2 separate regions of the Gasterosteus aculeatus genome follow, and region 1 is linked to region 2. A link is a contact called in public Hi-C data. All regions are on one chromosome and are shown on one strand. Each heading gives the region's core, a stretch centred on a gene start, on an enhancer-like site or on the middle of the called end of the contact. The rest is flanking DNA. Distances are from core to core; before and after follow the strand shown.

What was found. A called contact is a pair of places that touch in the nucleus more often than the background predicts.
Region 1: a Hi-C map of skeletal muscle shows a contact between it and region 2, with 6 times the contacts expected there. The contact joins two enhancer-like sites. A contact is called at or near these places in 4 of 6 Hi-C or Micro-C datasets (liver, skeletal muscle, tail fin and 1 more).

What each region holds. Positions count from the first base shown.
Region 1 is chr20:1,517,574-1,523,575 of fGasAcu3.hap1.1, forward strand. No RefSeq gene overlaps it. Among protein-coding and RNA genes, the nearest start is that of s100a1, 10 kb to the right of the region's middle. Within about 2 kb of position 1,593, at least 3 of the 9 cell types and tissues checked have open chromatin away from gene starts, as enhancers often do.
Region 2 is chr20:1,419,332-1,425,405 of fGasAcu3.hap1.1, forward strand. atg5 (ATG5 autophagy related 5 homolog (S. cerevisiae)) reads left to right here. Exons shown (of 7, transcript XM_040164624.2): 5 at 848-942. Among protein-coding and RNA genes, the nearest start is that of atg5, 5.3 kb to the left of the region's middle. Within about 2 kb of position 2,895, at least 1 of the 9 cell types and tissues checked has open chromatin away from gene starts, as enhancers often do.

The sequences.
Region 1 (6,002 bases), core at 343-2,842, 97 kb after region 2:
GAAAATCGAACAAAACAGAATAAAAATAACAAAAGCAAAATGCTGAGACGGTTTGAGTGAAAATCTGACGAAGGAAGAAGGAACTTTAGAGGAAACGGCAGACGAGGACGAACAAGTCGTCTTGGTAACTGCTGCTGTGTGTGTCTGTGTGTGTGTGTCTGTGTGTCTGTGTCTGTGTGTGTGTCTGTGTGCTGGTGACAGAGAGAATGTGTGCAGTGTGTGTCGCCACCTAGTGTTTATGCGGATACTGCAGCTGCAGATAATAAACATTATTGATGCTCGTTTCCCAGTCGGACGTCCAGGTGAACGTTCAATACCTGGATACTCAGTGTGACACTCGGTGTGACACTCGGTGTGACACTCAGTGTGACACTCGGTGTGACACTCAGTGTGACATCATCCTTCATGACGTCATTTGTCGCTGTGCTCGTTCTCCTCTCCCCAAAAGATCAGCCGTCAAAAGGTCTGATGGTCGCGACGTGTCAAACAAGGGAACATTGGAGAATTAAGAGGCACATGAGGAAAACCATGCAGATGTTACCACTTCCCTCACAGAGGATCCGTTTCGGTTCCTTTGTGCAGCCTGATTCACTCCAGAGGCTCCTAAACGGCGACTCTGTGAGGGGCCACAGTCTTCTTCTGCTCCAGGGTTCAGTAGGAAACCTCCGCGTCCCCGAGTTAAAGATCCGTCCCAGCTGGCAGGAGAAGGTCGTGTTGACCTTTGCGTTGCCTCCTTGGTTTGTGGAGTGAGTGAGTGAGTGAGTGAGTGAGTGAGTGAGTGAGGGGGGGAGGGAGGGGTGAGAATGAAGCATCTGTTTGAGGGAAAGTGCAACTCGGCTCTGTGGAATTGAGTCAGAAATGTCGAATCAATTTGTTTCACAGAATTTGTGTCTGACTTTACAGTCTCAGCGTTTGACTTCATGCTTGGAGGTGTGTGTGTGTGTGTGTGTGTGTGTGTGTGTTGGTGCAGAATTTCAAATGTTTGCTCTGAACTCCACGACGGAGCACGACTCCAAAACGTCGGGCTGGACGAGTTGGTATCGGCAGCGCCGCGTTGCTACCGAGGCCCGCCTTCATTCCCACTTGACCCCTGGAGGTCAGAAGCATGCGGAGTGACGCAGAGGGGTCTCCCTCAGCCCGTCGCCCAGGTGCTGCTACCTGCGCAGGTGTTTGGAAGTGAGGTGGAAAGACTTCACACTGCCTTGGGGGGGGGGGGGGGGGGGCTCTGTTTGCCTGACCCTTCCACGCCCCCCCCCCCACCCACGCTTTCGTACGCATTAAACCGCTCATACGCTCATCGACAGAGCGCCGAGGTGGGAGTGAAACACGAGTCGAACCTAAAAACAAGAGAAATCAGTTTTTAAAGATCGAAATCTGCAGCTTCCTGCAGCCTTTTTCAAACGTATTGTGTCTTAAGCAACAACCGGGGTCGAATAACCTTTGTTTGTGCATGTTGCCAGACGAGGACAAGGAACACTGGGTTGAGTGCTGGGAGATGTGGGAGGGGGGGGAAGGGGGGGATGTCTGGATTTATGGTGCCGTGTAATCCTTCCAGTAAAACCGGTCCAGGGTAACTACTACAGTTTAACTCAACATCTGAATGAATCAGAGTTTCCAAGTATCCCGCTCACAGCCCGCCTCCTCTGCTGACACACACACACACACACACACATGCACGCACACGCACACACACACATCCTCTCCCGGAGCCACAGTCAGAGGAAGCAGCCGGGAGCTGTGGGCTGCTCTGAATTATCATCCAGCGGTGGTTGCTGTGTGCTGGATGTTCCGTGGATGCTGCTCCTGTCGCCCTGAACCCTCGTCTACCTTTTAATTAACATCCTCCCTCTTTGTCTCATCCTGTTTTTCCCGTCCAGCTCTTCCACGCCAAGTCGTAAGCAATCGGTGACATCAAGCGAACCCCCCCCACCCCCCGCTTGCTCAGTCGCCTCCACGCCGTCCCGTCGAACCAGACGAAGGATGTTACACTTTCTCCGCTTTGTGCCTGCGAGGTCGGCGACTTAAAGTTGAGCGTTTTTCTGCTAATGATGCATTCTTTGCTCTGTGCAGGCTGGATGTCTGAGGCTCGTTAGCGGCGGCGGCTCACGCGTTTCCCGGCCATGTTTGAGTCTGCAGATTTACACAGAGCACTAATCTAATCTAGTCCCGACCTGAAAGGCCTTTGGGTTTTTTTTATAGTGCAGCTAATAAATAGGAGACTTTCAGACCACAACGTCTGCTTTTGATGTTGTCTGAATCACACACGATTTCTGAGAATCAATTCGTCCGACCACACGACATTATTATACATTATGACCGTATAAGGTCATTTCCTAATATCATGTTGCGCAATACATTTGAGATCAGAGCTGCTCCAAAATCAGCAACACAGCGTCTGATTGGATGAAGAATCCCAGGTTTGACTTTGCGCAGTGATTGGTCTGTTTGGATGGGAGGTGCAAAGGAATCAATGAGCATAACAAAACGATATATATATATATATATATATATATATATATATATATATATATATATATATATGACATCAGAGGTTGGTTTTATTTCAATAACTTAATAAAACATTCATTATGTTGAAATATTTGATAAATATAAAAATATATACAGTTCTCTATTTTGGATGTGAGCATATGAAGCCCCCCCCCCCCCCCTCCTGGTGTCGGGGTTACCTGCTGGTCATCTCAGGGGCCAATCACAGCACTCATACATCACGTCTTTGTTAGGAGGAAGTCATTAGGGTGGTGCAGCGACCCAGCCTTGACCCCACTGAAGCTGCATTAAAAAACCCGACCCCGGGGGGTCAAGACGGGGGGAGGGGCTCTGAGTTGGCCTCAGCCAATCACAGAGGACCTGGACATGCAGCCGTACAGGACAGATTCTGAGGTTTCCTATGTGTGTGTGTGTGTGTGTGTGTGTGTTCCACCAGTAACTCTTATTCTCTCACTAAAGCTTAACATTTAAATTCCTAATTGGATTTGGCACATTTTCACAGTTGAAAATACCAACTGTTGTGGATGCATGTTCTTGAATACATGACTATTCTGTACTTGCTGCTTCCTCTCGGAACAAAGAAACGAGTTGTACAGTTTTTCAAGAATACACCCTTTGATTACATTTTGTACAAATTCATTTCTAAAATTAACCTTCTTCTGACTTCTATCACCGTTCATACTGTTTTCACAATGCGTTACGCTAAAACATAATAACATGTAAGACCAACCCCGTCATCAATATTCATTTGAAAGTGTGTTTCGCTGTTTGCATTCTGCTTTTCAAGGACTTAAGGATCATTTATTGGCAATGACTGTAGTCATAATCAATTTATGCTACACGAGGAAAGCATGAGCCAACACATTGTCTTCTTTCTTGTAAAAAAACACAAATTAAACTCACCACGTCCTCAGCAGCGTGTACTTATTCCGTTAGCCGTTAGCCGTTAGCTTTCCTTTCATCCACTCCCTGTAGATTTATAAATGTAAACGACAGTATTTCAGAATTTTACAATATTTCTTGTTTTTTGCCGCTTAGCACCTCTGGACCTTGACCTTTGACCTTTGACCGGTGTCTTTCTGTGGCGTGGCGGTGGACCCGTTGCTGGTACTCACTTTCAGCGGACGAGCCGATGCTTCGCCCTTTGGGTGTCTGTTTGATTGACAGGAGGCGTAATGTGGCGCCGGGGCGTCCCCGTCCTTTACCCCCCCATCTCCCCTCTTCACCTCTCCTCTCAACTTCCCCTGCCCGGATCCCCTTTCTGGAGGTCAGAGGTCATTCATTAGGATGCCCTCCATTCCTGATGATACCCACATATACAGAGAGTGTGTGTGTGTGTTATAACCGACACAGGACTCGAGCAGGGGTTGTGAGGGCCGGAGAGGGTTGACAGCTACCATCAGTCTTTAAACAACCACACACACACACACACACACACAGACGCACACTTTGTCCCCGGGGGCCGTGGTGTCCTCACGTTGCCCTGAAAGGGAGTTCAGCACTGACCGGTCACGCTGATGACAGAAGATGTGACGCCGCATCGGTTCATCGCCTCAAACCGAAGCGTCTAACACTCAATCAGGTGTTTGTTTCGTGTTTAAGTCCTCACGTCTCTCTTTCCGAGCTGGGAACGATGGCTGCGGGTTGTCAGCTCACCGGCCTGCGTCGGGTGGACGGAGGCCGACGGCAGCAGACTGGCGGCACTGGGCGGCTCCCAGTAGGAATGCACTGAAATGTGTGAACCAGGGAGGTGCCGCTGGAAACAGGCTCCCAGTCCGCCGTCTCCTGTGGGCAAACAAAGGTGCAAACGTCTTCATTCCCAGTGAGGACGAGAACGTCTTCATTCCCAGGAGGACGCAAACGTCTTCATTCCCAGTGAGGACGCAAACGTCTTCATTCCCAGTGAGGACGAGAACGTCTTCATTCCCAGGAGGACGCAAACGTCTTCATTCCCAGTGAGGACGCAAACGTCTTCATTCCCAGTGAGGACGCAAACGTCTTCATTCACAGTGAGGACGCAAACGTCTTCATTCCCAGTGAGGACGCAAACGTCTTCATTCCCAGTGGGGACGCCGGGTGCTTTTGATGAGAAGAGCTTCTGTGTGTTTGGACGCGACGCCTCCATTGGTCACCGACCAAAGAGCCCGTTTCCTCAGAAACAAGTATGTTTCATCGTTTGGTCAATAAAAGGAGTTCGATCATTTTAGGAGGAGGAGGATGAGGAGGAAGAGGAGGATGAGGAGGGGGAGGAGGAGGAAGAGGGGGAGGAGGAGGAGGAGGAGGAGGAAGAGGGGGAGGAGGAGGAGGAGGAGGAGGATGAGGAGGAAAAGGGGGAGGAGGAGGAGGAGGAGGAGGAGGAGGAAGAGGAGAAGGAGGAGGAGGAGGAGGAGGAGGAGGAGGAGGAGGAAGAGGAGGAGGAGGAGAAGGAGGAGGAGGAGGAGGAGGAGGAGGAAGAGGGGGAGGAGGAGGAGGAGGAGGAGGATGAGGAGGAAGAGGGGGAGGAGGAGGAGGAGGAGGAGGAGGAGGAGGAAGAGGAGGAGGAGGAGAAGGAGGAGGAGGAGGAGGAGGAGGAGGAGGAGGAGGAGGAGGAGGCCGGTTATTTTAATGCGCTGATTAAGCAGCTTAGTTTCTGCCTCTTAACAGAATTGCGTAAAAATGTTTTTTTTTTCATGGCCCTAAAAAACTGAGGAACACGACGGTTTTAAACTTTGGCAGCATTCCTCACAGTCCATTCTGCCCCTGAGCAAGGCATTCGAACTCTGACAGCTCAATGGAGCTTTCCTAGCGGCCTCGGTAGCGAATAAAACCGTTTAAAACATGAAAACATTTCCGGTAGAATACGTATCTAACCGTCCTTTTATCTTTCACACACGCATGAATCACTCCGTCAGTACGGCCCGCTCAGGGTTTTGCCCCCTGGTTGAGTAATCCTGAGTGACGCTGTGCACCCGACACTTTAAGTATAGCCTTCCCGTGTCGTCTTCTTCTTCTTCCTCCTCCTCCTCCTCTTCTTCTGTGGTTGCACGGCGCTGCGCTGCATTGTCTGGGCCCAGTGTGACAGTTTGATGAGCCATTAGTCGACATAATTTATCTTTGTGTTCTCTCGGCCTGCAGACTCTCTGTCTGCTGCGGGCGGCGGGCCTTTGTCCTGGCTGCACACACACACACACACACACACACAGGTATAAATGCATACACAAACCACGGAGGAGTCATACTCTGACGTGTTTGGGTAGAAGGCGCGGCGTTACAAAGTGTGAAAAGTTCAAAGATTATGAAAAGTGGCAAAGAGGGAGGTCAACGGAAGATGCGTCAGGCTTCCGTGTTAAAGACGTGAGCGCCACACGTGTTCACCGCCGATGTGATCACTCGCAGAAGCTTTTTAAACAGCGCCACGTGATCACAAACTGGAAGTTTAGAAGAACAGTGCAACAACTCAGTTGTCAGATTGCGCCTCCATGTGAAAAAGTTACATAACTTCTGTATTGAAGTCA
Region 2 (6,074 bases), core at 1,645-4,144:
TGACACACACACGCACACGCACATCAAAGGAGAAAAACCACAAGCAGCTGCTGAGGGAAGCGACACACATTCATTCATTAACACTTAGGTGGACACACATTGTCCCGCTGCAGCTCACACAAACACACACTTACATACAAAGATTGAAATACACACATACGCACTCGCACGCAGTTTTGCGTATTGCATGTTGTAGCTCACAGGTACACCTTCGTAATGAAGTCGTTCCTGCGTGGTGCTTTCAAAGACACTCTAAAGCGAAACGGGAGCGCCGTGAGTGGAGTGAAACGCTGCAGCTTATTTATATTATATTATTTATTTGTGTTATAATATCATATCAACAGCACTCCTTCATATGTGAGTGCATAGATTTGGCCCTAATGTAAATTTAAGTGAATCATAACTATAAATAAATTTTCTGTGGGATAAAGTCTTTACTTTTGTGGCTCCACGCTATATCGATCATATATATCTTAAATAATGAAATACCAAGTCAAGGAATAATGAATAAAATGAATAGTCTAAATACACCTTCTTACATCACCTCCACCTCCAAGAAAAATCTAAAGAGTGAATAAAAGTCTCAAGAAAACAAAACAACATCAAAACATCCGTAAACAAACTGATTGGAGTCAGTAAACCAACTTGTTCCTTTTAATTGTTAAGGCACATTTCAACAACACGACAATTCAAAGTGCTTCTCTTAAAAACAAAAGAACCAACAATTAAGAACATTGATTGGAAATAGTAACATTTCTTTATGCTTCCCGAGAAGCATTTTGAAGATAATATTAAATCCACTGCGCCTGCTGACATGTTTGTTGTTGTTGTTGTTGTGTGTTTGCAGACAAGTTCGACCAGTTCTGGGCCATAAACAGGAAGCTGATGGAATACAGCAGCGAGGACGGAGGCTTCAGATACATCCCCTTCAGGATATACCAGGTACCAATAATCCATCTGAGCCCACTAGATGTCGCCCGAACCCTCCAATCAGACGCCAGCGGCTGCAGTCGGCTCCGAGTCGCCACTAAAAGTCCCTTTTGTTGGTCCGAAAACAAGACAGACGATGAGATGAAGGATGAACAAGAGACGGATGATTCTCACCTGCCAGACGGGGGAAAGAGCAGCGTTTGAGTCAAGTGTTTTAGGGGCGGGGGTCCAGTGAAGTCCAGTCCAGTTTAACGGAGTCCGGTCCAGTAAAGTCAGGGAGAAGATTTGGAAAACATTTTGTCTTTTGCAAAGATCCCAAATCTCAGCAAACAAAACCCAAAGGAGAAAAGGGCTCCTCCCCGTCACCGGGTCCCGTGGATGGACTCCATAACGTGGAGGCCTGTGAGGACGCGTTTGGGGAAGAACTAGTGTGGGAAAAGGGAGCAGGAAGTAGAGTGTGATGGAACCAAACAGGAAAACATCATATGTGCCGATTTATTATCCAGCATCAAGCTTTTCGATGAAACTCCACATTCCACATGTGGCTGCGTTTGGCCTTTGTTGTGCAACAGGGAGTCCAGCTGTCACTCAACGGAGATCACAAAGAACAAATACAAAAAGGGCCACAAACCTCGAACCCGCCCTCTCAGACGTGCACTTGCTGCAGCCGAAGCTCAGACCGCTCAGCTTTTCTTCTACTTTCACGGCCCGGATTTAAAGTTTCCACAATCATTTATGAGGCGACTCGGTTTGCTGATAATTGGAGCATCAAAGCCGGTTAAGACCTCAATGTTTGAATTACAATCAACAAAAAGTCAAAAGTCTGGATTGTTTTGTAGATGTTGTGGTCTTCTTCTTACAAGCTGTTGGATTACGTTGTATAAGTAAGTAAGTGTAAAGGACTTTGTCTCTATAAACTTTAATATTGCTGAAAAACTACACGATACTTTTAAAGCTGAACATATTTCTAGAAACAGAGTCTGTGACGAGAAAAACTCAAATGTGTATATAAAGACACAAGAGTGGAAAAAAAGAACAAAAGCTGTTTGGCACTAAATGACACACACAGAGACACACACACACACACACACACACACACACACACACACTGCGGGTCCTTCAAAGGCAGATTGTGGTCTTTAGTGTAAATAACATGTGCTGTGTTTGATGCAGACAGAATTAATGACAACACTCGGTCCAAATAACAGAGGGCTCATTTCCGTCTGGCCTGCTGTCGTCATGGAGACGAAGACACCTCGTGGGCATGGACGCCGCGCTCGCCGTGTCCGCCTTATGTCCCCCCCCCCCGCCGCGTTTAAGCATTTATTTAGAGTTTTAGAGTTCTTACTCTTCCATCCTTCCTCCTTTAAAGGCCGGTTCACCTCTCGGTGACTGAGAGGTCGGAGGAATGCAGGTTCTTTAATGCTCACATATCTTCAGATGGGGGCATGAGAAGGGGGGGGGGTACACAAACAATTACACAACATGGGGATGCTGGAAACGGTTTCTGCTCATAGTTCACATTCATGGACGGCTTTATTTCCTTCAGACAAAGAGTTCTAAATGTATTCTAAAGACATCTAAAAATCCACAGTGGTGTAAGTAGTGTTTTTCTCCGTGAACTATCTGAGATTATCACCAGTTTGTGGGTCTGAGCACAGACCAACAGCTCGGACGTTTTAGTAGATTTACAAAAACTCCATCACGCAGCGTGAATAATTCAATTCAGCTTCTGGGAACAGGAAGGACGCCAGAGGGAGGTTTGAATTTCAGTCTACAAGCGGCTGCTCCCATTGGGCGGAAACACTTTCTCTGCCCCCCCCTCCCCTGTTCTTTCTACCTTCAATTAGGCGGATTGAATCCTCGTGGTCAATTAGGCCCGACGTCTTCTGTCAGCCCCCCTCACACACTGACACCTCCGCTCTTGTGTTGCCGTGCTGCCGTGCCAGCTAAGGTGTCGCCCGGCTGAAAAGAAAAGTGTCCCTGTCCTTCTTTGTGTGGCGACCGGCTCAATTATTCACGGCCCGGCTGACTGTTTCTGGGAAACCCGAGAGGCGGCTTCACGCCTCCGCTGGCACCGCTCCTCAGGCTCGGGTACCGGATCCCCGTCCCGGCCGGTTTTCCTTTTCACAGCTCGGCGATGAGGGGCCGTATTGCGTGTCGGCCCTCCGCGTGACACCTCGCGTGTCGTCTCTTCCCCTCCGACGCCTTCGGGTCCGAGGTGTCAAGTGTCCCCCCCCCCAATAAGTGATGATTCAACGCCGTCTTCCGTTGGGCTTTCGTGGAATCAAATGTTTCGCGATTTACAAAATCCTGATCAATGATTCAAAGAAAATGATTCATACACTTTTGTTTTTGATCTCTGGTTAACTTTGACTTTAAGTTACGCCACTCGTTGGTCTGAGGGTTGGTAGAGACCTGTCAATCAGCCTGCAGCCCCGGCCTAAAGCGTCCCCCGTTGTGTGGTCTGTTTGACTCTAAATCAGGGTCTTAAAAGTGAAGAGGTCCAGTTAGAGAAAATTTCTAGAAGCAAAGGTCCAGAAGATCATAATGTGACTAAATAGAGGAATTGCATCAACATTTGCATGTAATCAATACACGACTAACAAATCAAATTAATTCAGTACGATTCTAAAACTCCACGTAACAAATCCTCTCAATTAACTAAATAAAAGGAGGGCTGCAAGATTAAAATGTGAAAAATTCTGCATGTTCAAATAAAGTGCTTCAATTCAGAAAAAAGAAAAAGCCAATTTCTCCTTTTCTGCTTCACATAATAAAAAAAAAAAAATATATATATATATATATATATATATATATATATATATATATATATATTATCTCCACTCTCCCACCTGTTTGCTAGGTGGGATAATTAAATAAGGGGGATAATTAAGTTCTTCTCCTCACGTGGAGGAGCTCATTGAGCATCACTGCGTTTCGATGGGTTCTAAGATAGATAGATAGATACTTTATAGATACTTTATTGATCTCTCAAGAGGGAAACAGCAGCATGTACAGGGAATAAAATAGAATAAAAAGATACACATTATATACAATATAATAAGAGAAATATTAAATTATTAAATTAAATTAAATAAACTGAAACAAAAGAATAACCTTACAAAAGAGACAATAATAATAATTTGTAAAAGGAGAAGAGGAAGAGCGGCAACATCACAGCAGTACGGGGTTGTTATTGTCATTATTTAGCCTGGGATGATTTATTGTAGAGTGTTATTGCACTGGGCAGGAATGACCTCCTGTATCGGTCCTTGTGACAGCGGAGCTGAAGGAGTCTGTTGGAGAACGTGCTCCGCTGTCCCTGCAGCAGGTGGTGGAGGGGGTGGTCAGGATTATCCAATATGGATAACAATATGGATAAGCATATGAGGCACTGGTTTAGTGCTGGTCACTACAGAGAAGTAGAGTCATTTCCTCATAGACGTCTATGGGAGCAGAGGAGTCGCCCCCTGCTGGTCACTACAGAGAAGTAGAGTCATTTCCTCATAGACGCCTATGGGAGCAGAGGAGTCGCCCCCTGCTGGTCACTACAGAGAAGTAGAGTCATTTCCTCATAGACGTCTATGGGAGCAGAGGAGTCGCCCCCTGCTGGTCACTACAGAGAAGTAGAGTCATTTCCTCATAGACGTCTATGGGAGCAGAGGAGTCGCCCCCTGCTGGTCACTACAGAGAAGTAGAGTCATTTCCTCATAGACGTCTATGGGAGCAGAGGAGTCGCCCCCTGCTGGTCACTACAGAGAAGTAGAGTCATTTCCTCATAGACGTCTATGGGAGCAGAGGAGTCGCCCCCTGCTGGTCACTACAGAGAAGTAGAGTCATTTCCTCATAGACGTCTATGGCAGCAGAGGAGTCGCCCCCTGCTGGTCACTACAGAGAAGTAGAGTCATTTCCTCATAGACGTCTATGGGAGCAGAGGAGTCGCCCCCTGCTGGTCACTACAGAGAAGTAGAGTCATTTCCTCATAGACGTCTATGGGAGCAGAGGAGTCGCCCCCTGCTGGTCACTACAGAGAAGTAGAGTCATTTCCTCATAGACGTCTATGGGAGCAGAGGAGTCGCCCCCTGCTGGTCACTACAGTGAAGTACAGTCATTTCCTCATAGACGTCTACAGGAGCAGAGGAGTCGCCCCCTGCTGGTCACTACAGAGAAGTAGAGTCATTTCCTCATAGACGTCTATGGGAGCAGAGGAGTCGCCCCCTGCTGGTCACTACAGAGAACGCAGCTTTAACACGGGAAGCTTTGGCTTCAGTCTGCTGAACGGGGGGAAGCCGCCTGGTTGAACATCAACTTAATTCGTTGCCCTCCCCCCTTATCTTAAGATCATATCGCGTCTGCAACTAAGGAAGAATTAAGGATTCGGTTCCCACCGGTTCCACTAATTAACACCTCTTCATTCAAAGAAGGAACCATTTAGTGAGATCAGCTGGCGTTTCACGCCGCCACATCGATTTACTACATTAAGGCGCTTTGGTTAACTGCTCTAAATCACCGGCCAGCACCTCGCCCCGTCGGGTGCATAAAGCGGGACGAATACATTGATATCAGTTGATAGATATACTTGTGTGGAAGACGTTGTGTAATGTTTGAACCCAGTGGGAACAGAAAGCCGTAACTGTCGATCGTCTAGAGTCTACTTTTAAACTGGGTGTGAAGGCCTTCACGCACGGAAGCTGTGATGAACAAATGAAACAGAGAATATGAAGTCCAGGGCTTTTATTGTGAAGGGATGCGAGGGTCTGAGGACTTCCAGACAATCGTGATCAGTGAAACATATCGACGTTGCGGTATATCATCTGAACGTCGCTCATCACAGCGTGGATTCTCCTCGCCAGATTGTTGAGAATTGGATGGTTTTCTCTTCATTGAGTTGATGTTTGATGCCTGATGAGTAAATGAATGTTTTCATGGCCTTTATTTTAACACACGGATGCAAATGTTCGCTCGAACGCCATCAAGCGACCGAACTGTGACGCGCTTCGGAGGTTAAAAGAGGCACTCGAATGAAATCCTCTTCATTCGATTGGCCCGCTGAGAAGTGGGCGGGCTTAGAACCGAGCCGCAGAAGACTGTGGGTGGATTCACACAAACGCGTCATAAAATAAAGAGAAAGACAATTAATG